Regions from separate parts of the Mus musculus genome. Here regions 1, 3 and 4 are each linked to region 2. A link is a contact called in public HiChIP or PLAC-seq, capture Hi-C and promoter capture Hi-C data. All regions are on one chromosome and are shown on one strand. The core of a region is the stretch at or near the end of the contact, and the rest is flanking DNA. Distances in the headings are between cores, read along the strand shown. Region 1 holds the start of 4930568G15Rik (RIKEN cDNA 4930568G15 gene). Region 2 holds the start of F5 (coagulation factor V). Region 3 has its middle 17 kb from the start of 4930568G15Rik. Region 4 has its middle 28 kb from the start of Tbx19.

Region 1 (2,700 bases), core at 108-2,607, 940 kb before region 2:
TCCAGCTCCCCAGCACAAATGATGTTTAGTTTGGTTCACAAAACAGTGAAGGACCACGTTCAACACAGTGACACAGGAACCTAAAACTCCTGCTTTCACTTCTGCCATCATAGGAAAGAGAAGGGGGGAGAAAGGACAGAGATAGCCTCATTCTGGTCTGTAAAGGAACCACTCAGTTCTGAGTCCTTTTGTAGAGACCAGCCATATGGGGGTAGGTGCTAGGAACTGTGGTTTGAATATGGGTCCTTTCCCTTAAAGGTCCACGCATTAAAGGCATGGTACCTGGGGTGGTGCTATTTGTAGGTGCTGTAGACTTCTAGGGCTAGGTCCTTAGGTCTCTGGGAGATTGTGGTTCTCTTCCTACTTTCTAGAGATGGAATGTAGGTAATGGGTTTAGCTGAGAGATCGCCTCCTCTAAAACTGGTTCATATGATAGATAGGAACACCCATTAAGCTACTTTTGGAACCTAAATCTCTTGTTTTTCTCGTCTTCCACAGGGTCTGAGAAGAGAACCACGTCAGTATTACTTTTTTTTTTTTTTTAAAAGAAAATCCAACTCACTTCCGGGTTTGAAAACCTACCCGTCCCTGGGACAACCCCCCCCCCCCCCCCGCCCAAAAAAAAAGCCTGCCTCTCACTCGGTTCCCTGATGTTTCTCACCGAGGCAGAGGCAGCTGCCCTCTGTCTTTCCCAATAAATACCTTGTGTGTGTTCTTGTCATGCGACATTGGACAAGGGGGGAGGTTCTTATGAGAAACACATTCTTAGGTTGCTTTGTAGTTGTGTGGAAAACCAAGAGCACTGGCGTTAACATGGCTACAATGTCATTAGGAGCCACCGGTTATATTTTGCTCATTGGTGACTGAGGTGTCTGTTTTGTGGCATGTGACTGGAGCAAGACTGTGTTTAGACATTATGTTAAGCATAAGGTGGGAATGGGCGAGAAGAGGATTTCATTTATCTTTGGTTAAATTTGCCCATTGGTGCTTTGGGGGTGAGCATAAGCTATCCCTTAGTGTCCCTTCCTTTCCTCTTTCTTGGAATCCCAAAGCAAAGTCGCAGATAAATGGGCACAGAGACATTCAGGACTCCTTCCTCACTTCCCTCTTAAGAGGTCGCAGATGATTTTGGCCAGAGGGTGGCCAGGACTCCAAGGTAAGTGTAATAAAGACTGCGCCCTCTCTTCCGCCTTTGGGTGAGAAGGGTGGGGGTGGGAAGACCGCTCACAGGGAGCTCAGCAACTCAGGGAATCAAAAAACCTGAAAGCCAGGGGAGGAGCTGAGCAGGGGCGGGGTGGGGGCTGTGTTGGTGAAGGCAGCAGCTTCCTTGCGGAGGTGTCCTCCCTCAGTGACGTCAGAGGCGGCTGCCGTTGCCCTGGTAACTTCACCTGATCCGGGGCGGTGAGTGTATGTGCTGATTTCAAGGCTCTCTCCTTTAATGAGGAAGAGCTAAAAATGAATCTCACTATCCCATAAAAAGCATGGTAATCAAAGGCGTTACTACCCGGTACTAGGCGTGTGTGGGTGAAGACAGCCGGGGGCGGGGGAGGGTGGATGATGCTGGAAGGACCTGAAGGACATGTAGGGGACCAGATTTCCTTCATAGAATCAGTTAATGAAAAAGGGAAGCGTGGGTTCATCTTCTAACAGAGTTCTTCATTTCCACCGTTTCTCAGGAAGTTTCCTGTTGAGCCATGTTGTGTATTATCCTGGAGTCCTGCTCTAGAGCCAATTGCTCTGGAACTATTACAGAGCTGAAAATCATGAGAAGCCAGTGCAGTGGAGACCCCGGAAATTCATCCTCACATCATAGGGCTTCTCATCTATTCCCCTTAAATGAGTGTGCACTCCCTAGTCTCTAGATGCAGAAAAGGTCGAGTTTATGATTTTTATACATGAGAGGCATGCATTGGCACCACAGACTGTCCCACCACATGGATAGGAAGCTCCGCATCCTTCTGGCTGTGAGATCTTGGCCCAGCTAACTGCCATGTCCGAACTTGAGGGGCTTTTCAAAATTTGAAGTCCGCTCCACAGAACTTTAAGGAAATACTGACCCGATGCATGCAGTGTGCTTAGCACATGATAGGTACTCAAACTCATGGAAGCTATTTTTTTTCCCCATTTGGAACAATTCTTAAAATGTACCTGGTCTGTTGCAGATATTAGCATACACTAAGGCTTTAAACAAATTAGGAAAAAATAGTGTTTTCCGTTGGCAGAGAAAATGACAGAGGGTTTTCCCTTGATCCTAATGTGACCCTGTGCGGGCTCTCAGGAGTGCACGGCCTTCTCATGGGCATACAGCAGGCCTGGATCTGACCCCTTTAGAAGGCTCCAAAAAGACTATCTCAGAGTCCAGTGCTTTGAAATGCCTAGGTCTTTGAACTAAAACAGTTACAGAGTCTGTCTCCCTGACCCCATGTTCCAGGAGAGGTGAAGGGCTTGCCTTTCATCTGTCCTCTTAGCAGTATAGTAGGTGTGCACCCTTGACCCCAACAGTCTCCCCAAGAAGGAAGATCAGTTTGCAATGGAAACTGGAAGAGACCATACCCAAAGCCCAAACAAACTATCCCCAGGCATGTGCCTTTTTTTGGTTCACTGATGCCCTTTAAAACTCATTTAGCAGTGGCTGAGGAGATGGCTCAGTTGGTAAAGCACTTGCTATGCAAGGATAAGACCTGAGTTCTGATCCCAGCA
Region 2 (2,700 bases), core at 139-2,638:
GCATGATACCAAGACTGAATACAATGCCTTCCCAAACAACCCAGAACCAACAACAGCAAACTCAAAGGCTGATTATTCATTTATACTAAAACATTACACATTGCTTTCAAGATATTACATTATTTTCTTTGGCTGATTGCTTTGGTTTTGCAATTGTAAAAGAGGAACACATCTTTCACAATCACTTAAACTTTGATGTCAACTAAAAGGGAAAAAAATGCGTCAACCAGTAAGCGAGGCTTAGCATTTAAAATAAAAACACTCGTGGTCGCAAGTGCTACGTAGAATCTATGACTTGGGTAACTGCAGGCAGGTTAGCAAAATATATTCTGCAACTCAAAGTTAGGTTTGATATTATTTAAGCCTCCTCTTAGTTAGACATGCCTTTGAATGACTACCTTATGTGCTCACTAACATGGGTAATAATCAGGGCAGACCAAAATACCCAGGATAAGTCATATTCCAGGAAGTAACTCAAAATGAGAGGAAAAAATGAAGCCACATTAGGTAGCCAGGGGTAAGTCTAGGAAAAGTGAAAATACAAGTGTGCCTTCCCTTCCCTCTGAACCCACAGTGAAAATCGTTTATAGGAAGGCAACAAAATCTCCTTATAATGAAGTACATGGTGACAGCTTTGACATCTTTTTCTTTAGAAGATGAACTTGTGTTTAACAGGAATAAATATTATATAACTAGAAGGTCCTTTTTCTTTTTTTTAAGCAGACTGTCAAAAGGCTTAAGCCGAATGCACAGGAAGGGCTAAGAGGGCTGTGGAGGTGTGTCCTTTCAACCCATCAATACACTAAACTAACAAACGTGGGGGGAAAACAGATTAGGGATTGCACCTGGAAAGAAAGCCACAGCTAACCATTCACATTGAAATTTCCACATCCTCAAAATGATAAATTATGTCCATAGAGACAAAATTACACCCACACAACATTAGTCTCTCTCTCTCTCTCTCTCTCTCTCTCTCTCTCTCTCTCTCCTCCTCCTCCTCTTCCTTTTCCTTTTCCTCCTCCTCCCAGCCCACCCCCACCCCTTGCAACTATAATAGATTTTCTTCCTTGAAGAAGCCCACCTGGATTTCACCCCCAGTTACCTTGGATCTGTGGGCTCAGGATGATAGTTCCAGAGGATCCCCTGAGCTGCCACATAGAACTGCCTTAGTTGCGCGGCCTCTGCCTGGTGGCTGCCCCAGCCCGCCCAGCGGGTTCCCAGAACCACCAGGAGGAAGAAGCACGGGCAGACTAGGAGCATGGCCCTTGTCCTGCCGCGCGCTGCCACCACCGACAGTGCTCAGTGCTCTGTCCCTGTTGCGCGCTGATCTGTCTCCCTGGAGGACTAAGAAGCTGCAGGGCACAGTGAGTGTCCCTGTCCCCTGTGGTGGCTGTCTAACCCTACCTCCCTCTATGCCTAGTGTAGGCAGGGGCTTGTTGAGGTCACTCCCCCCTGTGGCCACAGGCATTTACTAGAGAGAATGCCAGACAAGGAATGTAGAGGGAAAGGAAGGGCAAGCCTGCTGGAGGTTATGGCTCTGGAGCAGTGCCCAAGGGTCTCCGCCCCATCACAAAGCAGCATTTCCCCCACTTCAACGTAGGTGGGAGCAGCAATCCCACTTAACCTGCGCGGGTGGAGGTGGGGGGATGGGGTAGGGGTTCAAAGTTTAGGCTTGTCAGCTGATTTCTGCAAGCCTTAGTAAGACCCAACACCCATCCTCAGATCCCAGGAAAATGGCACTGCACAGTAACCAGAAAACAGCCTCAGGACAGGTCCACCAACAGGTTAGCAGTCTGAATCTCTTAGGACAGACCGCTTGGTAAGGGCTTGTCACCAGCTCAAGTGTAGCCGAGACCAGGGTTTAGAGAACTCATTTGAGATAGTCAGTAGCTGTGTGGTCTGGGGCCAACTATGTCTTTAGAAATACTTTTGACATCTGTAAAATAAGAATGGCAATTCTAGTTTTCCTTGATCTTATTATTGGGAGGGGACAAACTGTTGTAAACTGGACAGTCCCCAGGGCCTAGGTAGCTACAGTCTATGATCTTGTCTTTGCTCGTTCTCCTGTATCCTTGGCATGGTGTTTTAGATTTTATTTTTCTGTTGGTGGCAAAGCTGAGAATTATGCCTGAATCAGCAGGATGGCCTGCCCTGAATTCTCCAGAACTTTGTCTCTGCTCAGACTTTCTGCTTCCAGCACATCCAGTAAATTGTGATCTGGTACCATCCAGGTTCCGCAGCAGCCTCTCCCTCTCCCTCCCCCTGCCCCACCCCTCCCCCTTCCCTTCCTTCTCCCCTCCCCCCAACTCCTGCTTCTGTTTCTTTGCTGATCACATCACTGATATTCTTCAGTCAGTTTATAATGCCCCTTCTTGAGTCAGGCATGATGGCACATGCCTGTAATCCCAGCACACGAGGGCTAGAAGCAGGGGAATGTGAGTTTGAGGCCTGAGATCAGCCTAAGCTACGCAGTGAGACCATGTACTGAAAAGTAATTAATTAGCAGATGTGTGCACACATAACTACACTAGGAAGAATGCTCACACGGATTTCCTTCCCTTTCTGCTTCCCTGCTCTTTAAAGTCAGAATTTCTGCCATTGTCTCTGATTCTGGGTTCCAGTTGACTTTTCCGTTTCATGAACTTAATCTGCTCAGATTATATACTCCTTTTGCTAACCTTTCATTAGGTTTTCAAGATG
Region 3 (2,700 bases), core at 109-2,608, 960 kb before region 2:
AGCTACCACCATTCCACATAGTGGGAAGTTAGGTGGGTAAATGAGCTCTTTTAGTTTTCAGCCCATCCACGCCTAATTTTGACCCACTGCTTTGATTTTGAGACGGTTTGATCCATACAAGGGACTTGGTAGAAGTGAAAGGGACTGTTAGGTTCCCAACCTGGAGAATGGGTCACAAAAAGCTCTCCCTACTTCTATAGAACAATCATGCCCACCGTTCTCACTCGGGGTTTGGGTAAAGGACACTTGAGTGCCCAGCAGTGTGGGGCCATAGATAGATGGTGGATCCATGGGATAGGGTTGGGGATATGAGAGAAGATGTGCTAGCAGGGCACTAGTAGAGCCTCCACAGTTAGCTAGACACCAAATCTGAGCCTGTAGAGGCCTGGCTCTTCCTCTTGGGAGTGTTAGGCATACCCATGTGTTAGGCATACCCATGTGTTAGGCATACCCATGTGTTAGGCATACCCATGTGTTAGGCATACCCATGTGTTAGGCATACCCATGTGTTAGGCATACCCATGTGTTAGGCATACCCATGTGTTAGGCACACCCATGTGTTAGGCACACCCATGTGTTAGGCATACCCATGGCTTTCGATGGTAGCTTTTCTGCAGAACAACAGAGGCATGTGCTCAGCTCTGCATCTTAGTATCCACCACGGGACATGGCTACGGGACATGTTCACGTCTGACGCTTACTATCCGGCATGTCCATGAAGTAGGAGGCATGGCTAATCCCGAGTCTTTTAGCTGAGACTAAGGAACTTTCTGATCAACTCATTCATCTACGATGCCTTCTTTAGTGTTCCCAGCCACAGCGTCATAGCCTCAGTGTGCCCTGTATTGTAGGAACCCGGAGCCGACTCTCTCCTGAGCTCTCTCTGGGTCCAGCATTCTCTCCTCAGAGTACTTCCCCTTCATTCAGATGTTCATGGCATCTCCATCTCAGAGGGGACACTAGATCGGGAAGGCCACCCTCCCCAGGCTCTCCTCTCTTCTGTAGCCATTGCGCTTAGGTGGTCCTCCTAGACTCTGGATTGAGTCACTTGAGCGCAGGAACCAGAGCTAACTCATCTATCTGTGGCTATCAGCTGGGTGTGATGTGTTTAGGTCTTGGCTCAAGCAGGGACAACAGAAAGCAGGGCTGCAGGGAAGAAAGTACACACACTCTGGCTCAGAGCTGAGCTCTGCTATCAGATAGACTGTCTGAGTTTCTTTCTCATTATCGGCTCACTGGTCAGTGAAATAGCCTGCTGAGAGTCTAAATAAGGTTCTAAGCTAAGTCATGAGTTGTCAGCACAGCCATTATCTCCTCAGCTCCAGGGAGAGCAAAGTAGGAAAGGCCTCTCAATGCTTGTTACTTGGTAACCAGGTTATCCGTTACTTAGTAACCAGGTTATCCGTTACTTGGTAACCAGCTGAATGGGGATAGGAGACTTGGCAGTGGTGTAGGTCTACTCTTGTTTGTTCCAGTCAAATGTCTTCTCCCTTCACCTCCAAGTTACCTAGAAAATAGCCTAAAACAAGAACTTAATACTCACATTTTAACTGGGAAGATACCGAGGGTGATAAAAACGGGAGAGAGGGAGGGAGAACAGGAGACAGGGGAAGGTGTTGCATTTCTGTCTGCTTCATATGACAAATCCAGGGGTGGCACAGTGGGCACGTCTATCAGCTACTTGTGTGGTCTCCTCCTTGGTGGTCCTGGGTTGGAAAGATGGTGCCTTGCAGAAATCCATGGACCTGGAGAGAAGAGGGGATTTATCTGCTCAGATTCTTCCGTATCCTATTTGCTGGCTGTGATGGTTTGAATAAGAATGGCCCCCTTGGCTCATATATTTGAATGCTTAGCCACCAGGGAGTGGAACTCATAGACAGGAATAGAAGGATAAGGAGGTGTGGCCTTGTTGGATGAAGGATGTCACTCATGCGGGGCCAAGTCTTCCTTCCTCTCAAAGCCTGCAGGTCGGGATGCAGCTCTCAGCTACTCTCCATCACCATGCCTGCCTCGCCTGCCACCATGCTCCCTGATGGGATGATAATGGACTAAGCCTCTGAAACTGTAAGCAAGGCCCTAATTAAATGAACTCAGTTCCCAGTAAACCACATGGTGGCTCACAGCCGTCCATAATGAGATCTGATGCCTTCTCTGGCATGCAGGCATGCAGACAGAACACTCGTAAATAAATCTTTTTTAAAAAATGCTTTCCTTTATAAGAGTTGTTGTGGTCTTGGTGTCTCTTCACACAATTAGAACAGTGACTAAGGCTCTGAGAGTCAAATCTTCTCTAGATTAACCCCTGTATCTTTTGGTTGATAGAGGTTGTTCGGGCTGCTGTAGCCTATGTCTTGTGTGGCTTATGAGACAGTCCATCCAACCCTGGAATTGTTGGGAAGATACAAAAACTCTAGGATCGTGGATGGTGAGTTGGTGTGTGCTGCTGTGGTGAGACCACAAGAGTCCTGCCCAGTTTTTCTCATTTTCTAGAAGAAGAAACAAGACAAAGTGATTGGAGACCTTTCCCAAGGTCACGTGGGAGGTGAGGCAAATGGCAGACTGGCTCTGGAAGCGTTGAAAAGACCAAGATGCAGGAGCTGAACTTCAGGTAACAGCAAATGAGAATCAGTCACTAACGGGTTTAAAGTTGAATGACCTGAGACAAAGCTGTGTCCTTGTCCAGCTCAGCCCAGCAGAAGC
Region 4 (2,700 bases), core at 117-2,616, 980 kb before region 2:
TTCATACTATCGTTTACTTGGTTAGTGAGCATCTGGTCTGATGCCGCTTTTTGAATATTGGTGTGTAAGTTCTTTTGTGGCCTAGAAGCTGCCAGCTCACTCTCCATTGTACAGATGAGGAGGGAGATTCAGAAAGCTGGGCTTCCTGAAGCCATACAGCTACTAGGAAGCTAGACTCAGGTCTCTGATGACAGTTACACATCCCTGCACACAACTCGGTGTCATTGCTGTATTGGGAGGGGACCCAAGCAGGGGCGGTCACATGACTCTGGAGGTACTTCCCTTAGCTTCTCACCATGTCAACTCGGGTCTCTAGGGATACTCTAATAAAGCAAAGGGCCGGCTCCTGGGAATACACTTGTTAGAGGAAGCAGAGAGATGGCCGTCTGAGCAGAGCCTCAGGGGTTGCAGATATAAGGGACCTGGTGGCAGATGGCTGGTTCCAGGAAGGACTTACATGGCAGGAAAAAACTGTCTCCTAGAATCCCTTTGGGGCAGGTTCTGGTAAAAAACTGAATTTCCTGGAACCGTAGACTATGGGATTTGAATTCTTTATAATTTAGATTATTAATGGAAATGTGATCTCAGAGCCTGCTTAGTGAAGCTTGCAAATATTAATTATAAGTAGAAAAGAGGTGATTGATCTTGGGATAGATTATAAAAATGTACTCTTGTCACTTAGCAAAAACTGTATTGCCGGCAAAACATTCAGAGCGCTTTAAGAACTTTAAAGGGTTTAAGTGGGAGAAAAGCTTTGCATTTGTCCTGATGAGACTTTGGATGGGGAGGCCAGTGCCACGTGAGGTCACTGTTTGGTGAGCCAGCCTCCAGGGTGGTGGTGAACAAGATAATACTTGTCTTTCTAGAGGTGGTGGAGCACACCTTTAGTCCCAGCACACAGGAGGCAGAGGCAGGAGGATTTCTGTGAGTTCGAGGCCAGCCTGGTTTACAGAGCGAGTTCTAGGAGTCAGGGCTACACAGAGAAACCCTGTCTGGAAAACCAAAAGAAAACAAACCAGAAAAGTAGAGGAGAGGAAAAGGAGTAGAAAGCTACCAGAAGCCATGTTCTTACTGCTGCAGTTCCAGAAGCCGTCTGTAGGTGGGGCTATTGCTCAACACACTTGTTTTTGGAAGGAGACAGACTCAGCCACTGCAGCTGTTGTATTGCAGTCAACCCTGTATGTTTATCTCAGTTTTATTGGAAGCACCCCCAAACCCTTGTTTGCACCCTGAGCCCTAGGAACATTTACCTGTGTCCTTAAGAATGTCTTTTTGTCAAGCTGTAAAACCCCAGGCTTACAGCATGACCCACAAAGGATGAGATGTCGCATAACGGATCAAAATTTAGATTTGCTGAGTCATGCAAGTTACAGCACTGGAGCTTATCCAGTAAGGCCTGGCCTTCCAAAAGGGTGCTGGGCTTTATGCTGAACGTTGACACACACGGGCGCGCATACACACACACACACACACACACACACACACACACACACTATACACGAGTGCACCCATGCACATGCGTGCGTGATTAAGAGGCCCCTCAGCTGTGACATAAACCCACTGCGGATATAGCATTTACCTGGTACGCTCTGCAACACCCTTATGGGATTTTGAAGGCAGGAGAACTAATGAGAATATGGGCTATGAGCTGCCTAGGCTGACAAGGAAGTCCTTTGCTTCTGGCCCAGAAAGTAGGCAAGCTTGTGTGTGTGTGTGTGTGTGTGTGTGTGTGTGTGTGTGTTTCTGTGTGTTTGTGTATGTCCAACATCAATGAAGCTATGAAAGGAGAACTCATTATTTTGGAAGGATGACAAAAATCTTTGGTCATTTCCAGTTCTCTCCTCCTCTCTTCCTCCTCTTTAATTTTTTAAAAAATCAATTCAATGGTGCATATATGTGAAGTTGTCATGTGTGGGTTGTAGATGTAGGGAGATGCCCATGGATGCCAGAAGAGGGCATCATATTCTCTGGAGCTGGAGTTACAGGTGGTTGTGAGATACTGGATACAGATGCTGGCAGCCAAACTCTGGTCCTCTATGTGAGGACCTTCTAAGTACTAAGCCATGTCTCCAGCTCCTTCAACGGATACTTTAAAATAGCATACATGTTTATAGACCTCAATATAACTATCATTTTGTAAAAAAATAAAAAATAAAAAATGAGTGTCAATTTTCAAAATAAGAATGGCTTAAGTCAGCCTAGGTCCAAATACATTGAGCATAAAACATTGTTCCTTGCTAAGGACTCTAGCTGCCCTCACCTAATAAGCTAATATTTAATCATAGTAAAAAAAAAATCTCAGCAGCCCAACTTGTCCCATGTCCTGTGCAGTGTTTTAACACTCTTAAACAGATTTAAACTAAACAGGTCATAAAGAGCCAAAATACACCCACATACATATAAGTGGCAGATGACGTGAAAGGTTGTCCCCTCCTGAGCTCACCACATTCATGTGACTGATCACCGTGGATGGCACCTGACCTTGCAAGGTTGCTCTTACTACTTGGAGTCTCCTTTGCTAATTGTTAGGAGTGGGACAGGGTGTTTGTTCCTCACAATTTTAATTATTTTAGAATTCTTCTTTAGGAAGCTTTCCGTTCTGTGGATAAACCTTAGCATATTTATCTTTACCCATCTGGAAAGAGTTGAGCTCCACTTGTTTTCTGTTACAAATGGCTGCTGGAAGCGAATATCCTTGCG

What was found. Promoter capture Hi-C pulls out the DNA fragments that hold promoters and counts their contacts. HiChIP or PLAC-seq counts read pairs in DNA pulled down with a chosen protein or histone mark. Capture Hi-C pulls out chosen DNA fragments and counts their contacts.
Region 1: a capture Hi-C map of embryonic stem cells shows a contact between it and region 2, with 5 times the contacts expected there. The contact joins the promoter of 4930568G15Rik here to the promoter of F5 in region 2. A contact is called at or near these places in 3 of 39 promoter capture datasets (the 3T3-L1 cell line, embryonic stem cells and hippocampal neurons) and 1 of 9 other capture datasets (embryonic stem cells).
Region 3: a contact with region 2 is called in an H3K27ac HiChIP or PLAC-seq map of extraembryonic endoderm stem cells, with 6 times the contacts expected there. The contact joins the enhancer-like site here to the promoter of F5 in region 2. A contact is called at or near these places in 4 of 39 promoter capture datasets (embryonic stem cells, hippocampal neurons, liver and 1 more), 1 of 15 datasets of contacts at CTCF or cohesin (large pre-B cells), 7 of 484 Hi-C or Micro-C datasets (B cells, the C2C12 cell line, embryonic stem cells and 3 more), 3 of 115 datasets of contacts at active chromatin or transcription factors (extraembryonic endoderm stem cells, large pre-B cells and trophoblast stem cells) and 1 of 9 other capture datasets (adipose tissue).
Region 4: a promoter capture Hi-C map of pre-B cells shows a contact between it and region 2, with 9 times the contacts expected there. The contact joins the enhancer-like site here to the promoter of F5 in region 2. A contact is called at or near these places in 8 of 39 promoter capture datasets (the 3T3-L1 cell line, 3T3-L1-derived adipocytes, embryonic stem cells and 4 more), 1 of 15 datasets of contacts at CTCF or cohesin (large pre-B cells), 7 of 484 Hi-C or Micro-C datasets (cerebral cortex, embryonic stem cells, large pre-B cells and 3 more), 1 of 115 datasets of contacts at active chromatin or transcription factors (large pre-B cells) and 2 of 9 other capture datasets (adipose tissue and liver).

Annotation. Positions count from the first base shown.
Region 1 is chr1:165,090,587-165,093,286 of GRCm38.p6, reverse strand. 4930568G15Rik (RIKEN cDNA 4930568G15 gene) reads left to right here and starts at 1,357. Exons shown (of 5, transcript NR_040480.1): 1 at 1,357-1,401.
Region 2 is chr1:164,150,523-164,153,222 of GRCm38.p6, reverse strand. It overlaps F5 (coagulation factor V), which reads right to left and starts at 1,388. Exons shown (of 25, transcript NM_007976.3): 1 at 1,103-1,388. The coding sequence starts at 1,260. Gm16548 (predicted gene 16548) reads left to right here and starts at 1,006. Exons shown (of 3, transcript NR_037987.1): 1 at 1,006-1,364.
Region 3 is chr1:165,108,024-165,110,723 of GRCm38.p6, reverse strand. No RefSeq gene overlaps it. Among named protein-coding and RNA genes, the nearest start is that of 4930568G15Rik, 17 kb to the right of the region's middle. Within about 2 kb of position 1,358, at least 42 of the 459 cell types and tissues checked have an H3K27ac peak or open chromatin away from gene starts, as enhancers often do. A contact at or near this core is called in extraembryonic endoderm stem cells, where this site is marked.
Region 4 is chr1:165,131,082-165,133,781 of GRCm38.p6, reverse strand. No RefSeq gene overlaps it. Among named protein-coding and RNA genes, the nearest start is that of Tbx19, 28 kb to the left of the region's middle. Within about 2 kb of position 1,366, at least 62 of the 459 cell types and tissues checked have an H3K27ac peak or open chromatin away from gene starts, as enhancers often do. A contact at or near this core is called in embryonic stem cells, pre-B cells and pro-B cells, where this site is marked.